Linked DNA regions of Muntiacus reevesi: all the other regions are linked to region 3. A link is a contact called in public Hi-C data. All regions are on one chromosome and are shown on one strand. The core of a region is the stretch at or near the end of the contact, and the rest is flanking DNA. Distances in the headings are between cores, read along the strand shown.

What was found. A called contact is a pair of places that touch in the nucleus more often than the background predicts.
Region 1: a Hi-C map of blood shows a contact between it and region 3, with 2.5 times the contacts expected there. The contact joins the promoter of LCMT2 here to the promoter of MIS18BP1 in region 3. A contact is called at or near these places in 2 of 3 Hi-C or Micro-C datasets (blood and muscle).
Region 2: a Hi-C map of blood shows a contact between it and region 3, with 2.9 times the contacts expected there. The contact joins the promoter of KLHL28 here to the promoter of MIS18BP1 in region 3. A contact is called at or near these places in 2 of 3 Hi-C or Micro-C datasets (blood and muscle).

What each region holds. Positions count from the first base shown.
Region 1 is chr15:51,818,201-51,822,547 of mMunRee1.1, forward strand. LCMT2 (leucine carboxyl methyltransferase 2) reads right to left here and starts at 2,700. Exons shown (of 1, transcript XM_065905826.1): 1 at 530-2,700. The coding sequence starts at 2,641. The coding sequence ends at 587. It overlaps ADAL (adenosine deaminase like), which reads left to right and starts at 2,518. Exons shown (of 13, transcript XM_065905832.1): 1 at 2,518-2,677; 2 at 2,908-3,065.
Region 2 is chr15:51,450,883-51,455,082 of mMunRee1.1, forward strand. KLHL28 (kelch like family member 28) reads right to left here and starts at 2,824. Exons shown (of 5, transcript XM_065906253.1): 1 at 2,741-2,824. TOGARAM1 (TOG array regulator of axonemal microtubules 1) reads left to right here and starts at 3,124. Exons shown (of 21, transcript XM_065906275.1): 1 at 3,124-4,200. The coding sequence starts at 3,314.
Region 3 is chr15:51,691,457-51,695,622 of mMunRee1.1, forward strand. MIS18BP1 (MIS18 binding protein 1) reads right to left here and starts at 1,349. Exons shown (of 14, transcript XM_065906280.1): 1 at 842-1,349.

The DNA of each region.
Region 1 (4,347 bases), core at 1,450-3,949, 130 kb after region 3:
GTCATATAAATGTCTTATTAAAGCTATCTGAGCTCTCTGCTGAGCTAAATGGTGCAGTGATTTAATCAAACTGCAACTGGGTTCATTTCAGGTTTCGTACATGAAGAATGAAGTCAAAACCATGTCCCTTCACCTATATTCAACCTTGTGTTCTTAGCAAGGATCTGTGTGAAACTTTTTCCAAGGTCCCATTTAAAATCACAAAGCCTGGGAGTGGGAAGTTTTTCACTTTACTTAGGCGAAAGGTCATTGTAACTCAATAAATGGGTAAACACAGATTAGAAAGTGGGAGGAAGACCAAGAAATTAGATATGGGGATCCAGAGGCCCCCAAATCCTACTCTAGGACTATATGACCACTCTATTTTTGTACTATCTCTTGGAATTTTGGTGTGTTTAACCGCCCCCCCCCCCCCCTGCCTTTCTGCACTGAGTAAGTGCTAAGAAAAAAACCAAAAACAAAAAAATGAGTGGGAAGAGGGAGTGGTACTATGCAAAGCCAGAGTCAAATCCTATTTTGGAAAGCTTTATTGTCCACTTTAGTGGGTCCTGAATATAAAGGAAGTCCAGTCTTTAAGTGCCAGTCTTTACTGTCTAGCACTTAAAGAAGAAAGGTCTAATGTCACTGTATGGGGGTTGAAGTAGGTGCCAAAGGAAAAGCAGTTCCCACCACCTCCAAGGAGCAGGAGCTGTTGCTCTTCAGGAAAGAGGATGCTGGTATGATTGTGTAGCATTAATGGCCATGGCACACATGTTGTGTCAATCTGATACTCAAAGCTCAATCCTGTAGACAAATCAATAACAGTCACTCCAGGAACTGCGGAGGAATGAATCCAGACCCCTCCAACCAGCAAAAGCTTCCCATTGACTACATGAGCTGTGTGGGAGTACCTTGGGGTAATGGGAGGCTGGATGGCTATGGATTCCCAGAGGAATCCACAAGTGATTGGTTTCAGAAAGAATACAGAGCTCAGTGGCTCCTCAGAAGCACCCAGACCTCCAGCAATGAGGGCTCCCCCTTGCCAGCTGCAGGCACTGTGGGAATGCCGACCTTCAGGTCCTTCTCCTTCCACTGGGATGCTAACCCAAGTCATTGTTCCCACGTGGAGGAAATGCCAGTCACTTAGTACAGGTTCTGCCACACTGCGGCCCCCATACACAAACAAATATTTCTGATTCTCACAGGACACTTCTGTTGTTGAATGGCGCCAACGTGACAAGGTGGAATCTTCTGGACTGAACTTCGTGACTGTTACATTTGGGTCCTCACTGCTATTATCCTCTTTCACACAAGAAAGTTGGAGTATCCCCAAGGCTGGAGTTACTGGGGACAGTCTCCCTCCTAGAACCAGAACCTGAGTATCTGAAAGTCTTGTCATGGTGTGATAAAGGCGTCCATCCCACTGAGCTCCAGTTCCCCAGCTGCCTATCTGGTTGCCTTTCCATTCAAAGTCACTGTATCTTAAGAGCATATGAAACTTGCTCACTCGGCAATGTCGCCCCTCCTGCTCTCCAAATCCTCCTGCACTGAGAATAACGCCTGGGCTCAAAAGGACAGAGGCGTGGCCATATCTCCTAAGGCCCGGGCCCTGCGTGTCCCCAGTGACTACACTGGCAGGGAAGACTCCTGAAGGGGAAGCCGGATCTATCCGAGGAAACATCTCTGAAGGTGGAAACACCAGAGTCTGGGAGAGGCTGTCTCCCCGAGAAGCGGCTAGAATGAAATAGTGGGCACACTTCAGATGCCACTCCTCAAACTCGTCAAAAGGTTCAAGATTTTCCACGCGTCGGCGTTCTTCTGCGGGGAGAAAGCAGCGATAGAATTCATTCAGGTCCATGGCGCGACAGGCAGTCCAGCCGGCCTGAAGGAAACGCTTCTGCTGGGCCTCCGCGTCGGGAAAGCGGTCAAGGCCATTAAGGGGAGAATTTAGGTGCCGAAAATGTTGCTGCATGAACTCGCCAAAGGCGTCCTGCGGTCTCATCTGCTCATAGACGACGAAAATGGCATTAGAAAACCGCTGGGCGGCCCAGGCGATGAGGGCCGCGGCATCATCCGGCTCGAGGTAGGTGAGCACGGCCTCAGCCAGGAGCAGGGTAGGGGCGGCCGCGTCAAGACCGGCGGCGGCAAGGGCCTGGTCCAGCCGCTGCAGCTGCCGCAGGTCCAGGCCCAGGATGCGGTAGTCTGAGCTCTCAAAGCACAGATTGGACCCGGGGTCTCCGCGCTGGAAAGGCCCGGTTAACGCGCACAGATCCGGCGTATCTCGAATCCTCTGCGCTTTGCGCTCGGCCACGTCCGGAAAGTCCACCTCCCAGACAGCAGCTTCTGCCAGGCGGCCGGTAGTTTTCAGGCGAAAATACAGTGAGTCTGAGCCGGCGCCCAGCGACAGAATCTGCGCGCGAGGGCTGCCGGGGGCCGCGCACGTCCGCTCTACGAAGGCGCGCACGCAGTGCCGCACGGCGCGTGCGCGGACGTAGTAACCGCGGTGGATGAGCGGCGCGCGGCGCGCCGTCCCCGGAACCAACAAGGCAGCAAAGGCATCGTGCACGTACCCGCGCGCGGCCAGGGAGCTCTTGCTGAGCGCGCTGCTGTCGTTGGTGCTCTGCACTGCCTCAGCCCGACGTTCACGGCTGCGCGAGCCCATGGTCAGGGGAGTCAGGAGCTGCGGTCCGTCGGGGTGGTGAGCTGCCCTTTGGTCCGGTAGTACCCTGTACCCGCGAGTACAGCTCGCGGACTCGGTACTGGGCGGGGCGGGGGGGGGGGCGGGAAACAACGCCCAGTTTCATCTCTTCCTCGGATAGGCGGGCGTCACTTCCGGAAGGGCGCGCCTCGCCAATCGGGATTGAGTAGGCTGCAGCTGGCGCTGACAGTCGGCTGTGATTGACGTTTCTTTGATTTTCTATGACCAAGATTTCGCGGGAAGACTGACGGCTGCGTCTTTTTGTGGACACGTTGACTGTGTCGGGGAAGCGCGGATTGTCACTTTTCTACAAGCCTTCCTGGCTGAAACGAAAATATTTCTTAAGTTTTCATAAGCTGACTCAACTGTTGACAAAAAGCTTTCAGAGGTGAGCCTGTGGGGACTGACAACCCAGAACTCGTTGGACTGCAGCGCCTGCATTGAGTGTCTGGTAGCGACAAACAGGGTTAGGACCACGAATTTTAGGGGGCAGGGAGAAGAAACGATCTTTCCTTGGATGCTAACTACGAATACGAAGAGATCCCATTTACGTCTGAAAACAAGTTAGTGAGGCCAGGTACAAAATGAAGAAACCTTTACAGAAGTTGTGATTCACCCAATCAGTGTTTCCCCACAAATGTATACTGTCGATTCCCTTGTATCCCAGGCTCTGTGCTAAGCTTACAGTAAATACACCACTCAACCTTTGTTTCTCAGCTGTAAAGTGATACTCCCCTCAGCGTTCAAAGTTCTGTCTTCTTGGATAGAATTGAATATGTCTGTGGAAGAGGGAATCACAGAAGAGAAGTGATTATTCTTTCTGAGTCTTAGCAGTTTAAAATAATCAAGTTTCAAGTTTGAGTGTTTGGGAGTCATCACCAGTAGGAAATCACTTGCAAAGATACTTGGGGGATTTGTAACTTGTTAATTGGGATTTGGTGACTGTGGGAGCCTAGAAGGAGAAGGAAATCAGGGTGTCTCTTAAGTATGGTTACCTTGAAGCAGTATAGCATAATAGTGAAGGGCATGAGTTTTGGAGTCCAGCTGATTCGGATACTGGAACTGTGTCATTTAGATTTGGTATTTAAGAGCTCTTAGTGACTTTCCGTTTAGTTCAGTCGCTCAGTCGTGTCTGACTCTTTGCGACCCCATGGACTGCAGCATGCCAGTCCTCCCTGTCCATCACCAACTCCCGGAGTTTACTCAAACTCATGTCCATTGAGTCAGTGATGCCATCCAACCATCTCATCTTCTGTCGTCCCCTCCTCCTCCTGCCTTCAATCTTTCCCAGCATCAGGATCTTTTCAAATGAGTCAGCCCTTCGCATCAAGTGGCCAAAGTATTGGAGTTTCAGCTTCAACATCAGTCCTTCCAATGAATATTCAGGACTGATCTCTTTTAAGATGGACTGGTTGGCTCTCCTTGCAGTCCAAGGGACTCTCAAGAGTCTTCTCCAACACCACAGTTCAAAAACATCAATTCTTTGGCGCTCAGCTTTCTTTATAGTCCAACTTTCATATCCATACATGACTACTGGAAAAACCATAGCTTTGACTAGACGGACCTTTGTTGGCAAAGTAACATCTCTGCTTTTTAATATGCTGTCTAGGTTGGTCATAACTTTTCTCCCAAGGAGTAAGTGTCTTTTAATTTCATGGCTGCAGTCACCA
Region 2 (4,200 bases), core at 1,574-4,073, 240 kb before region 3:
ACTGTGGAAATAAGGGATGTTTTTAGGGCAACTGTGTTTATCTTAACTTCAATTCAAAAAATTAAGGTCTGTATCACACATTCTTATAACCCATTAATGTAACTAAACTTTCTTGAAATTATTATCTTAACTTTAAAAAAAAATCTGAATTTGCTATCTGCAATGTATTCTTAATTACTCCCTTTCAACTTTCAGAAGTGTACTATTAATACACCCAATAGTGTATTCCACTATTCTGAAATTTAAGAAAACTTTATATACAGATAAATACAAAACACAAGTCAATACACAATGTCTAGAATTCCCTTCATCCCAAGAATTAAAGAATAAGATTTTTTTAAATTTGTTTCATTACAGAAATAAACAGAATACACATTAAATGGATGAGATTTATTTTCCACAAAATAACCCTCAAAGATGGGTTTCCCTGGTGCCTCAGGGGGTAAAGAATCCGTTTGCAATGTGGAAGACCTGGGATGGATACTTGGGTAGGCAAGATCCCCTGGAGAAAGCAAAGTCTACCCACTCCAGTATTCTGGCCTGGAGAATTCCATGGACTGTATAGTCAGTGTATGGGGTCTCAAAGAGCTTGACTCGACCCAGGGACTTTCACTTTCAACCCTAAAAGATAATTAGTAAGATATGGGATGCTGGTAAGGTCCCATTTCCTAAAAATCCATCATAGAGAATAATGCATCTTCCAAGTCTTAATCAAGGAAGTTAAAGGTAATAGATATAAAACACATTGCAATCTATAACATAGTGATCTACAGGGCCCTAAGAAAAGGGGCTAAAATGAAAACTCATCTTGTTTTGTTTCAAGGAAAAGGATATAAGTAGTTGATTTAAGCATTCAAATCCTTGAAAAGTATTCTTTATAGAGAGAACAGGTAATTCTTAAACTTCTACCATAATTTTAATGATGCAATATAATTCAGGACTTTCCAAGTTCATTTTTTGTTCCATGATTACCACACAACTTCCCAAGTTCTTGGATACAGGAAAGAATGCACTGGATTTTAAACCTGAAAATTCTGATCACTGGAAAGGGTTATCTTCTATTCCAACATAAACTGGCATTCTAATGTTACATTCTGTTGTGTATATCATTCTTTTACTTTAGTCTGAATTGAGTTCCTGACGTCTTAACATATGAGTAAAAGTATGAATTTGAACTTCTTGCACTGAAAATGAGAAACTGACATTCTTTCTCATTGACAACTGTCAAAATCATGTCTTGGTTTTCACTCTTCTGCCGTTATCCTACCCACAAAATTAAAAAAAAAAAACTTTTGGTCTACTGAAATCTAGTCAAACCAAATTAAGGGAGATTCATTAAACACTAAAATGATTAATTAAAATCAAGTAACATCCTAGAATTTAAACCAAAGCAGAAGGATGCATGTTTACACAGGCTTCGTTTACATTTATTCTACTTCCAAAAGAAAAGGAAAAAAGAAACCTATAATAATAAAATTGTGGGGCCTTCCCAGGTGGCTCAGTGGTAAGGAATCTGCCTGCCAATGAGAGAGATGCAGGTTCAATCCCTGGGTCAGGAAGATCCCTGGAGAAGGAAATGGTAACCCACTCCAGTATTCTTGCCTGGGAAATCACATGGACAGAGGAGCCTGGCGGCCTACAGTCCGTGGGATTACAGAAAGAGCCAGACACAAATTAAAAAAATAAATAAATAAATAAATAAAATTGTGCTTTAAGACACCATCCAGAAATGATTTTCGAACTTGCCTTACTTATCCAGCAAATTTTTTTATAAAATTGGTTTGGCATACTAAGACTTACAGAACTGGGTAGGAACACTTGCATTTTAAGTGCATAAACTGGAGACTTCAAATGATAACAGAATTTTCTCACTGGGTCATTCAAAAACAAGTGTATTATTCCTTCCCCAAAATATTCTCTTCCACACTTGAAAGAACTCTGCCTCACACTAGGCACTCCAGCTTTTCAATTGTTTCCGCCTACATTTAACTACAAAGAAGAAAGACTGCTTATCAAATTCACAGTTCGCCTAAAACAAAGAAACGTCTATCATCGGCTCTAAATCTATAGGGCGGAATTCTCTTAGGACAGTGAGGCAAAGAACTTCAACCGCAACTGAAATTGTCTTTGCAATCTCGGTTTCCAGGAGACTGAAAGGCTGCAGAGCTGCGAGAAGATCCTGCAGGGAGGTTGGGGTGGCAGAGGGAGCTAGCGGGGGAAAGGGGTGAGTCCCACAGAGGAGCTGCATTAGACTTTGAGAACCTAAAAGGGACAGAAGTTTAGCTACAAGGAAAAATAGACTTATCTGCAGATCAAGTACGTTTTCAAAGAGAACTTAAAGTGATGAGGATAAGCGAAAACGACAGAAAACCATTAACCCTTCACAACCCGAGGGTAAGAGAAGTAGGAAAAGGGGACCGGGGCGGGGGAGGGGGGAGGTAGGAAAGGACGGGGAGAGTAAGGTCCCAAAACACCGGGATTTGAAAAAAAGTACCCGAGCTCTGAGCTTGGCCTTAGTCCGCATCTCTCGTACCGGTATGCGGACGGCAGGAAGAAAGGATCGCCCTTACCCAGGGCTGTAGACCACAACGCGTTTACTGCGATAACGAGCCCTGCACAAGAAGATGTCGCCTCTGTCCCTGCTTGCTCCCGTTCATTTCTTTATCTCTTACTCTGACACCAACTGCACTCCAGCAGAACTCTGTCAAAGCCTGCGCTCCAGGACAGCAAAGGAAAATACCTGAGTCCCAGGAATCACGCCCGCAGCGACAGGAGGAGGAGGAGCGGCGGACAACTCGAGACCGGGCAAGATCCTTACTTGTCTCTAGTCGAACACTAATTCTTACGGGTGGGGCGGGGAACTTCCGCCCTGAGCGAGGAGAGCGTCACTTCCGCTTAATGCTTTATCTGTTCCTCGCCTTCTCCATTCCAGAGACGTTCCTTACGTTCGCAATGTTCTCACTTCCTTTTCCAGAGCCCTTCCGCCTAGCCCGAATTTCTGACGTGGACTACATGACCCTGCATGCATCACGGCAGGTTGATTTCCGGGTCAAGAGGTCCGCGCTGGGTACATCACCTTGGAAGCGCTCGGTTTGGTCACGTGGTGCCCCTGGTTACGCCCGGTGGTAGCTGTGGGGTCTGGGGCTCAGGCGGGGGCCATTTTGCCGAAGGCAGCCTCCGGGAGTCAGGGGCTCAAGTTGTTCGCTTTTCCTCCTCTGCAGGTTGAGGCTTGGAGAGGAACAGGAAGGCTGGGCTCCATCGAGCCCTTCGGAGACGATGGTTTGCTCTAGTCTCCGCCACTTGACGACCCTCCATGGCGGCTGCGCCCTCAGCCCTGCTCCCGCTGCCGCCCCTTCCATCCTTCTGTGCCTATCGCCTCCAGAGCCGCAGTCGTCCTTCCGCCCCAGAGACTGATGATAGTCGAGGTGGGGGCGCCATGAGAGGCGAGAAAAACTATTGCTGCCGTGGAGCTGCCGGAGACCACGGTTCCTGCCCCCCGACACCCTCGCCTCTGGCCTCGACCCTCTTGATGCCCGCGGAGGCAATCTCAAGTAGTTGGTCTGGGCCTGGAGGTGGTTTGTCGGGGGGAGATGAAGAGGAGACTCGGCTCCTTCAACAACTGCGGACCGCGCCCGATCCTTCCGAGGCCTTCCAGGCTTTACAGGCTGCTTTGCCGCGGCGGGGCGGTCGACTTGGCTTGCCCCGACGAAAGGAAGCGCTGTATCGGGCCCTGGGCCGAGTGCTTGTGGAAGGAGGTAGTGATGAGAAACGACTCTGCTTGCAGTTCCTCTCGGACGTTCTCCGGGGTCAGGGGGAGTTAGGCCAGCTGGAAGAGGCCTTTAGCTTAGCTCTTCTGCCTCAGCTTGTCGTCTCGCTACGAGAAGAGAATCCAGCCCTGCGAAAGGATGCGCTGCAGATCCTACACATCTGTTTGAAGCGTAGTTCTGGACAGGTGCTGAGGACGCTTATACAACAAGGACTGGAAAGTACCGACGCCCGGCTTAGAGCCTCCACAGCACTACTGTTCCCTATATTGCTTACCCCTGAGGATTTGTTGCTCGACCTAGATCTTACCGAAGTGATAATATCCTTAGCCCGAAAACTTGGCGGTCAGGAGATAGAAGAAGAATCTGAGACAGCTTTCTCTGCACTTCAACAAATAGGGGAGCGTCTTGGCCAAGAGAGATTTCAGTCCTATAT
Region 3 (4,166 bases), core at 99-2,598:
GGCTACCAAAATTCCGCTGTTCACTAAAGCACCGGGCTAACTAGAAACAACCTAGACGTCTATCAATATGGGACAAAATTCTGCTTTTGTCATCCATATAACTGAATTCTATGTATTCAATAAAAAGATATACAAAAAATAAAAAAAAATAAAAAATAAAAAAAAAATTAAAAAAAAATAAAATAAAATAAAACACACACAAAAAATAAATAAATAAAAAGATATACATACAGACACACACACACTCTGACATAGAAAGTAGCTGGAATATACTAAGTTTAAAAAGCAGCAGAACAGGTTGTGCAATTGAATTTGTTAAAAAAAAAAAAACAGTATACGCAAAGACGGAAAAATCTGGAATTAAGATATTGTAAAAACTGTAATTGTAAATAGCACTTATCTTTGTAGAGAGGGATGAAGGGCTATTTACATCTGAAAATGTTTGCAATATGTAATTTAATCAGAAGAAAACACACACTAGATGGATAAATTGTTTCTTTAGCTCTGTGGATCCTGGGTTCCAAGGTGAAGAATCGGGCAGTGACGCACACAATATTCCTATTTGGAAATCTATTTTTTTTTTTTTTCTGGAAGTGATTGTAGAACAAAAGCCTAGGACGCTCACCACTGAAACGAAATCAGAGGGAAAGAGGTCTGCTCTCTTGATAAATACAGTAGACACGCAGCAAATACACACCGAATGAATGAGTGGTCGTGATACCGCAGCCAAAGACAGAAACGTACAAAAGTCCGCGAGACCGCAGAAAACTGAAGCGCTGGAACTCGCTGCGCCAGAGGGACCGGAGGCAGAAGCTAGGGTAGAGGGTCGGGGAGGCCGTACCTTGGATGAAGAGCCCGACCGGGCGAGACGGCAGCAGTCTGGGCTCGGCTTCGGGGCAGCGGGGGACCTGGGCGCCCTAAGATCGCGCCTCTGGCCCAAGTCTGCCCCACCCCTCAGCGGCCGAACCCCAGGTGATTCTCACCTTCTCCGTGAGGTTCCCTAACACGAACTATTAGGGAATTCAAATTTGAAGAGCCCGCGCTCCCGGCCAACCCTGGATTGGCGCGCTCAGGAATTGCGTCACCGTGCGTCTCACTGGGACTCCGGAAGCCTGGGGGCGCTTCCCGCTCCGCGTGGGCAATGGCTGTTTCCAGAAAAACTGGGTAACCCCAAGCTGCGACAGGTACTAGGCAGGCACCTCTAGTCGTCCTTGGACTTTGTTTCTTCTTCAGAAGAACGCCAGCTTCGCGTTTCGCGGCTCTTCCCGAAATGCTTTGCGGCAGGAAAGCTACGTCAGACGTCAGACGCGCTACTGCGCTTCTTACGTTTGGTCCTTCTCGGCTACCCTCTTTCTCTGTGTGAGAACGGTAATAGCTTTTGGTTATTTGTTGCTTCCAAGTGTGAGGAATTAGCTTGCTGAATATGTTTAAGAGAGCTTTTAAGTTTTCCCTGGCCGTCAGATATTTGAGGCCGAGAAGGAACGTTTTGTTCTTGAGGGGATAGTGGACTAAATGCAAAGTTATACTTGCAATAGTTATAATTTTTAACCTAATCATCTCGAACCATAAAAGCAATTCATCTTGACTACTGGGTTGCGATGCAGTTTGTTCCAGTCGCGTTCAGACTTATCCCAGTCTTAGACTTCTCCCAGTGTACTGTGCTTCCTTCGGCTCAGCGCCCCGGCATGACGCGTTGCGGGCTGGAAACTGTAGAATGCCTTGTTTCAGTCTTGGAGGAGGAGGAGCCAGAGGAGTAACTAGAGTTTCCAGCCTTAAATCTGTTCCAGCTCCCGTCCTGCGTGTTCTCTTCATGGACTGCGCCCCACCCCCCACCAAGTCAACATTTAGGACCGGAGAGTTTATTTTTTGCCTCTTTAAAGTGACGTTTGATATTCTCTCCTCTAAATCATGTATCCATAAATCTTGTGCTCATCGAATATTCAGAATCTAAAATACACTTTTTTTTAAAACACACTTTTTAAAACATCGAATGAAAATAAATAAAACATCGAATGAATGCAAGTAAGGAAAAGAAACCAGTTGGTAGTGGGAGGAGAGAATCAGGTCTGCATAGAAATTTCTGACTGTGCAGCATAATGAGAAAATGGCTGGACATGGATTTGCACCAAATTATGGGAAAAACCAGATGGCATAGTGGTAAAGAACTCGCCTGCCAATTCAGGAGATGTAAGAAACGCGGGTTCAATCTCTGGGTTTGGAAGATGCCTTGGAGGAGGGCCTGGCAGTCCATTCCAGTATTCTTGGCTGGAAAATTACATGGACAGAGGCGCTTGGCGGTACAGTCCATGAGGTCTCAAAGAGTTGGACACAACTGAAGGGACTTAGCAGGCAAACCAAACTTGAAATATATGTTTAGTGAAATCTATGAAATACACTTTGTGGGATAGAGGGACTTTGAAAAGAGGGGCATTCATACTTAAAAGCATCTGAAATAGAGGCATGAAAGATTTCTGTTTCTGATGATGAAGGTAACCATGGCTCACACTTTCATCTAAAACAGGAACTTTTAAATATTAAGGGCAGACACTCAGAATTACAGACTTTAATTTTTTAAATTAGCCACTTCTGTTTGAGAAGTAAGTAGGATCTAGTATGCTCCAGGGTGAACAGCAACAAGAATTTACATAAGAGTGACTAATAATTTTCCAAGGAAGTCTGAATAACACTTTGTGGATAAAAGTGCAGTGAGAAGGTATATAGGCCAAGGGACAACCTTCATCTGTCCAATGGAGCATCAACATGCTCCCTTGGATGGATCCTCTTAAGTTTGTGTTTCCAAGGATAGACGGGCTTTTTATGGTCAGAGCCAGGCACCTGGGATAATCTGTCCTAAATCTGTAACACCTGGGAACACATAGAGACCTACTTAGGGTTTAAAATACAAAGTAAGAGGGGATGGAATTCTTATGTTGTGTGGGAGTTGCAGTCAAGAGATCTGTATCTGCTTAGCCTGGAAGAATATTCCCAGAAACCATGGTAATATACTATGGTCCAGTTGTATACTGGGCTTCCCTGGTGGCTCAGAGGTTAAAGTGTCTGCCTCCAATGTGGGAGACCTGGGTTCAATCCCTGGGTTGGGAAGATCCCCTGGAGAAGGAAATGGTAACCCACTCCAGTATTCTTGCCTGGAGAATCCCATGGACGGAGGAGCCTGATAGTCTATAGTCCACGGGATCGCAAAGAGTTGGACACAACTGAGCGACTTCACTTTCCAGTTGTATACTAATTGACCAAATAGTATTTTGAGAAGAATTAGAAAAAAGATGCTCTTTCATCAAGGCCAGGGATGATTTTGCACTGCAGGGGACATTTGGCTCAGTCTGGAAATATAAATGTCATAGCTTATAAGGGTGCCACTGGCAGCTAGAGAGCAGAGGGCAGGAATGCTACTAAACATCTTGTAGTGCATAGGACAGCCCTTCCAGTACAAAGAATTCTTAAATCTGAAATGTCAATAGTGCCAAAGATGATAAATCCTACATTTGGAAGATGTAGCCCTGAATTAGGATTTTAGTCTTCTCTCTCTCAACAGCTATGCAACTACTACCGTCCTGTGGACTGAAAGGAGGGATGAGGATTGAGTCAACAGGGGGGTTATCCAGGCTTCTTAGAGGAGGACCCTTCAGAAGGAAAGACTGCCAAGGAGATTGTTACGTGATAGAGACAACATACAAGCACATAAACATACCATTACGAATTGTAATAAGTGTTATGAAGATGTATCAGTTCGAGTTGCAGGACGCTGATGGTAACATGGAGTACAAGAGACTTATTGGAAGATAAAGCCTGTGAGAGTTTAAGGGGGAGGAAAAAGAAATGAGTGTGGAAAATCGTTAGGCTTTGATGCAGATCAGAAATTTGTGAAAGAAAAAGGGAGACGGAAGTAGAACTGGGCAAAGGGAGCTAAAGATTGCAGTACAGATTGACAAAGTGTTGGGAGTTGGATTGATAATAGGGAGTTTTGGGGTAACCTATCAGAGGAGATATCCAGTGGGCCAAAATGGAAAGGTCCTAAAGTCCATTATGTTGGCAATGGGAAGAATACACTTTGGCTCAAAGGCTTAAATTTTTTTTTAACTGAGATATAATTAACATAATAGTATATTATTATATAAAAGATTGAGGGCAGAAGAAGAGGGCATCAG